Regions from separate parts of the Macaca mulatta genome. Here region 1 is linked to region 2. The links are chromatin contacts, called in public Hi-C maps. All regions are on one chromosome and are shown on one strand. The core of a region is the stretch at or near the end of the contact, and the rest is flanking DNA. Distances in the headings are between cores, read along the strand shown. Region 1 holds the start of STX16 (syntaxin 16). Region 2 holds the start of VAPB (VAMP associated protein B and C).

The links. A called contact is a pair of places that touch in the nucleus more often than the background predicts.
Region 1: a contact with region 2 is called in a Hi-C map of fetal cortex germinal zone, with 1.9 times the contacts expected there. The contact joins the promoter of STX16 here to the promoter of VAPB in region 2. A contact is called at or near these places in 2 of 14 Hi-C or Micro-C datasets (fetal cortex germinal zone and fetal cortical plate).

Annotation. Positions count from the first base shown.
Region 1 is chr10:111,442,863-111,445,902 of T2T-MMU8v2.0, forward strand. It overlaps STX16 (syntaxin 16), which reads left to right and starts at 1,548. Exons shown (of 9, transcript NM_001257651.1): 1 at 1,548-2,365. The coding sequence starts at 2,285. LOC144332207 (a long non-coding RNA gene) reads right to left here. Exons shown (of 3, transcript XR_013400091.1): 3 at 2,299-2,496.
Region 2 is chr10:111,191,283-111,194,291 of T2T-MMU8v2.0, forward strand. It overlaps VAPB (VAMP associated protein B and C), which reads left to right and starts at 1,695. Exons shown (of 6, transcript NM_001257488.1): 1 at 1,695-1,930. The coding sequence starts at 1,873. LOC144332204 (a long non-coding RNA gene) reads right to left here. Exons shown (of 2, transcript XR_013400081.1): 1 at 2,030-3,009; 2 at 1,621-1,979.

The DNA of each region.
Region 1 (3,040 bases), core at 298-2,797, 250 kb after region 2:
TGGCGGGTTCTCACAGTGAACTCGCCCAGCCCCGCTCGCGGCTCTCTCGATTTTATGTGGGTTTCGTTGTATGCATTTTGTTATTTGCCTCAATGGATATGTTTGACATTAATTTTTAGTTCCACAACGAACGCGCGGGAACGTTCTCCGTGAGAGAAAAAGCACGGCGGGGGGCGGTTACCGGCGTTTTCCCCGGTCGTCTGGGGGTCCCGCACGCGCCCCGCGGGTGCCGCTGTCCGGCCGGGGTCCCTGGGTGAGCCGCGGGCACCGGCTTCGCGTCTCCCCGGGCGCGACTCCGCTTTGCAAGCGCTCAGCACACGGGAAACCCTCGGAAAACACACGTGTGTAAAGTTTGTTCCACGCAGAAACAAAGGACGCGTGGGGGCCGCTTCTGGGGCCTAGGTGTTTTGTTGGAACCCCACTCCGGAGTCCGGCCCGCACCCTCGCCCGGCAAGGGGAAGCCGGCCCTAGACAGACCGGGGGCCCGGAAGGCGCAGCAGCACAGCTCTGCGCCCTCGACCCGCTCCCGCCGAGCGCTGGGCCAGGCCCTTGGCCTCAGGCTTCCCGGGCGGCTCCGGGCCAGACCAGAGCCTCCGTCACTGGGCGCCCGCCTGTTTCTGGGCGCCGTGCTCGGGCCCGGGCAGCTGCTGCCCGACGCGGCCCCGAGGAGCCCCTGCACGAACCCCGCCGACTTGGCCCGGGACGGCAAGCCGGGGTGCTTAGGGCGCCCCGGGCCTGGCCAACGGCGAGAAACCGGGCCCGGGACGCCAGGGGCGCGGGGTGCTCCGGGCCAGGGCCCAGGCGGGGAACAGAGATATTTTTCGCGGGGACGGGGGCAGGAGGTGTCAAAGTTTTCGGGGAACTTTTCCACTTGAGATTCCACGACCCTGTAGTGCCACCTACAGAAAGCGGCAGCTGGGGAGGGCGGGCGCCCCCAACGACCCCCGACTGCCGGCGGCTGCGCGGCCAGACTGCCTGGAGCTTTCGCTTTTTTTTTTTTTTTTTTTTTTTTCCTTTTTTTTCCTCCTGGTTGTTTGTCGGGTACATCTTTTTTCAGAGTGGGAAAAAAAAAAAAAAAAAAAAAAAAAAAAAAAAAGCGAGCGCCAGCGCCTGCAGTAGAGCGTGCTCGGCCTGCAGAGGCAGTCGTCTCCAACTTTTCCTCTCCCGCTCCAACTCCCCGCGCCCAAAACTTCGGCTCTCGGGGAGCCCAAATTTGCCTGCCGCGCAACTTCCACTCTAATGCAGGGACCAAGGGCCCTGGCAGCGGTTTGCAGCCTGGGGGTCACGCTCCCCAGGCTCGGGCCTGCTCGCTGGCCTGCTCCTAGTGCCTAGACCCAGTTGGGGAAGGCGAAACGGGGCGCCCCAGGAGCACCCCGGGAGAGGGCGGAGCACTCTCGTGCCCCGGGGCAGGAGTGCAGGGAGCTCCCGCGCCCGGAACGTTGCAAGCAAGGCTTGCGAGAGTCGCAGGGGGGCACTCGCGAGGGACGGACAGGAAGAGGGCCAGGGGGGACGCCAGAACCCGGGACCACAGTACGGAAACGGCCCGGGGCTGAGCTGCAGTCAGATCCGGGGATGGAGGGAGCCGGAGAAGAGGAGTGAGAAGGCCGGGGAGGCAGGCCCTGCTGTCCTCCTGCAGGCCAGCAGCCTGCTGGCAGTGGAGGACCAGGCCACCCAGGAAAGGAAGGGGTCAGGAGGTCGGGCAGGGCCTCAGCAGGCTCAGACAAGGCCCCAGAAGGGAGCTGCAGGCGCCCTGGAGTCCAGGCCTCAGGCCTGGCTCCGGTTGTCCAAAGAGGGCCTAGGCCAGGCCTCTGGTGGGGAAACTGAGTCACAGCCAGACCTCAGGGCACGGCCTAGACGCTTACGAGCCAAGTTAGGGGTAGAGAGCAAAGACCTTTGGGGGTCTCAGGGAGTAGGGGGCTTCAGGGCCTCCCAGTCCAGAGCTGGATTGGCGAGTTAGACGCTTGTAGATCCAAGGTTGGATTGGGGTGGGGTCTCTGGAACGTTGGATCGCTACGCAAGGATTGGGGGGATTCAAGTGCTTAGAGATCGAAGTCGGTCCTGGGTAGGGGGAGTCAGACAATTGGAAAGCCTAGGTAGTTATTTGGGGAGGGGTCTCTACGCTTTGGCGAAGGGCACAGCTGCGTCTTTTTGGCTTGAAGCCTGAGGCCTTGTCGAGAAGCTTCTGTGAAAGGGTGGGCCGGCCGGGTCAAGAGAAAGAAAGTGAATAAACCAGGAATATAAGTGGGCGGGGGGCCCCTGAGAGGGGGGTCACAAAGGGTGAGACATGGCCACCAGGCGTTTAACCGACGCTTTCTTGTTGTTGCGGAATAATTCCATCCAAAACCGGCAGCTGTTAGCCGAGCAAGTGAGTAGTCACACCACCTCCAGCCCTCTGCATTCACGTAGCATTGCTGCGGTGAGTCTCCCGGCGGCCTCTCCGACACACGGACCGTGTGCACTGCGGCTCTGCCTGTTTGTCTGTCTCTGTCTGTCTCTCTGTTTAATAAAAGAAGATAAGAATAATAAGACTAAGGATAATAAGATCTCTTGGCTAGAATCAGGGGGCATCTGTAACCCTGGATGGGGAAAAAGCGGTGCTGTGAGGCCGCAGCTCCACCTCTGCCTTGTCTTCTCCTCACTTCCGCAGCACCCCCCCCGCGCATCCCCCGCCTTGGCGTCACTGCGCTACAGGCCGCCTGTAATTTACATATGTTTTAACGCTAACATTGGGAAGCATTGGGCCTTTCTGAAGCCTTTTTGTTTCGTTTTGTTTGAAGCTCCCCTCCCCCCAATAGTGAGCCTCAGTTCGGTCCTAATGGCTGGGTCGCGGGACCATGGACCCAAATCCTTGCAAATGAACGACTCCCTCTCCTAAAGAGGAAGCAGTTGTGTTGTTGTTTTGTTTTGTTTTGTTTTTCTGCCCGTTTTAACGGTCCCGCAGCCCTTGTGTGGCCTTGTTCCCTATGAATAATTGTTTCACTGTTCTTCCTGGGGGCTTGGGTTTCTAAGACTCGAGGTGCTAGCCTCTTCACTTTCCATT
Region 2 (3,009 bases), core at 445-2,944:
AAATAAAAAACAACAAAAGACAAAAACGAATGCATTTGCAGACGAACAGAAACTGAGAGGGTCTGCACCAACAAACCTACAAAAAAGTAAAATTTAAAGGATTTACTTCAGGCAAAAGGAGAGTGATCCTGTTCATGAAAGCTAAGATGCAAGAAGAAGAATAAAAATGGTAATTGTGTGGCTGAATCTAAATTAATGTTGACTGTATAAAACAATTTAATAATGTCTCCTGGGGTTAAAATGGCAAAGGTTAAACTTAACATACACTACATTAAGGTGTCTAATTTAGAGGATGGGTGATTAAAGTACTCCGAAGTCTTCATATTTTAAGGAAACAGGGTAAAGACATTTTTACAAATATTTAAACATACTGGACTTTCACAAGGTAAGCATGCATGCCCAAAATTTTCAAGTAACCACTAAAACTTAGAAATAGAGTATGTAGGTGAAGAAAATAAGAATGAGAATAAAAATAAACCCCAAAGAAGAAAGGGGAAAAAAAAAAGAAAAACAAAACAGGCAGGACAAGTAGAAATAACAAAATACGATGGTAGAAATAATTCCAGATATATTAGTAAATATAATAAATGTAAATGGACTAAATGCTACAGTTAAAATACAAAGATTATTCTTCCAAGAAATCTGTTTATCATGAAAAATTTCAAGTATACAGAAAAGTGGGAGAAACAGTACAAGAAAACCATGTACCTGCGATGTCAAGTCAGCCATTGTTAGCAATTTGCCATGTTTGTTTCACCTATATTGGTATGTATAGGAGACTATTAAGAACACCTACTTTACTTTCACAGTGAACATAATATAATGAAATACAATTTAAACGGTAATCATGATGTAGAGTATCCATTTTTGAGGTCAAGCAGATCTGGATTCTCCAGCAATTTTTAATTATTTAACTTACTTGTGTGGTTATTTATTCAAAATGTCTCTTCACTAGGCTACAGTAAAAGGATTGGAATCAGGTTAGCTTTTCTGATCATTGTATTTCTAAATATTTATTGCATAAACAAATCGAATTTACTAGTAAAAATTCAGCACAGTGCCAGTTGCCTAATAAACATTTAACGTAGAGTAGCTTGTATTTATTGTAGCTGCTGTTGTCATTGGAAGCATTCAGCAGAGTGATACGAAATAAGCAATAATTGGTAGTTTATTATATTTATAATTATTATTTACAAGACGTCACAGTGCTTAGCCCATATCACTCACCCATAAACATCATGTTTATACTAAGTACTTTGACTATTATTCAAAGTCTCTAACAGTGCCTGGCACTACATAAGCAAGAGAAAAGTGGAAGTTTATTCTAATTGTTGTTACTGAATAAAGCATTTAACACGAGGCTGGCCCCCAGCGGACCCTTAATAGTTTTCGCGGCTGCAGTCGTAGCCGGACTACAAACCCCGCCTCCTGAGCAGCGCGAAGCCCCGCCCCTTGCTGCCCTGCAGTTCCGCCCCCGTGGCTTGTACCGCGCCTGCGCACTGTCCCGGGTGGGGCTCCACGCGCGCAGCTTTAGTCCCCGCCCCTGGAGCTGGCGGCGCAGGGCGCAGCTTCCCGCCGCCCGAGCGGGCCAGCCTGCTGCGTGCGTGCGTGTGTACGCCTGTGCGTGCGTGCGTGCGTGCGTGCGTGCCGTCAGCTCGCCGGGCACCGCGGCCTCGCCCTCGCCCTCCGCCCCTGAGCCTGCACCGCGTAGAACGACCCCCCCCAGCGCGCGCACCCCGTCGAAGACTCTCACCCGTGCCCCGACTGGTCCCCCCTTTTTTGTAAAACTTAAAGCGGGCGCGGCATTAACGCTTCCCGCCCCGGTGACCTCTCAGGGGTCTCCCCGCCAAAGGTGCTCCGCCGCTGAGGAACATGGCGAAGGTGGAGCAGGTCCTGAGCCTCGAGCCGCAGCACGAGCTCAAATTCCGAGGTAAGCCCCAGAGGCCGCCACCTTCATGCTTGCGGCCCCCGCCCCAGTGCTGGAGGGACGGAGTCCGGCGCGGCGGGTGACGTCGGCCCTCGTCCCCACCCCGACGGCGCTGTCGTGGGGGCCGGCGAGGCCGGGCCGGGCCTTGGCGCTCAGCGCGCGCCCCAGAAATGCGCGGAGCGGCCGGGACCCGAGAGGGCTGGTGCAGGAGCTAGGGCCTCTGCCTCCTCCCCGACCCCCAGCCTCCTGGGACTTGCCTTCGAGGCACTTGTCACTTTGCCTTGTAACTTAGTGACCAGTTTGTGATCACTTTAGTGTGAGCCTCCGCCGCTGCTGTTGCCTGGAAGGTTCTTCCCCTGCTCTGTGACAGTGTTGACCTCAGGGTTTAGTTGAGGTATCACCTGCCCAGAGAGGCCTGCTGTGGCCACCCAGCCCACCGTGCACACCTGCTCTCCTGCTGTCCCCATTCTGTCACTGTTTCGTGGTCAGCACCGCACTTTTCGTACTCAAAATCACTGTTTCAACACTAGAAAGGAAACTGCATGAGGACAGGCTCTTGTCAGTTCGCTGCTGTGTACCCAGCACACATTAGACGCCTAGGAAATACCTGTTGAACCAACAAATGAACCTCCTCAGGCCTTCTGATGGGATTGGTCCCATTTTCCGTTCACTGCCTCCCTCATGGTGCCTCCTGGATGCAGCTGAGGGAGGCTGCCAAGGTGCTGGGATCCTTTTGCTCCGCAGAGCTGCCTGGAGCAACACCTGCGGTGGTGGGAAACCATGACCCTGGTTTCTCCCAGACACTATTATCTCTGTAATTTGTGCCTTTATGTTTTCTATGTTGTTCTTTTTTTTTTTTTTTTTCCTACCTTCACCAGGGCCACGAGGTAAAAGGTCTGACATGCTCATTCCTTCTTTTTGCTTGTATCCAGTGATGTGGAAGGCACTAGGGAGGTGATGGATGAACAAGACAGACAAGGCCTCTGCTCTCAGAGAGCTTAGCTTCCGACGAGGACAGACAAACCAGCACACAACATCGTTACAGATCCGTGGAAGGCACTGGGGAGGTGATGGATGAACAA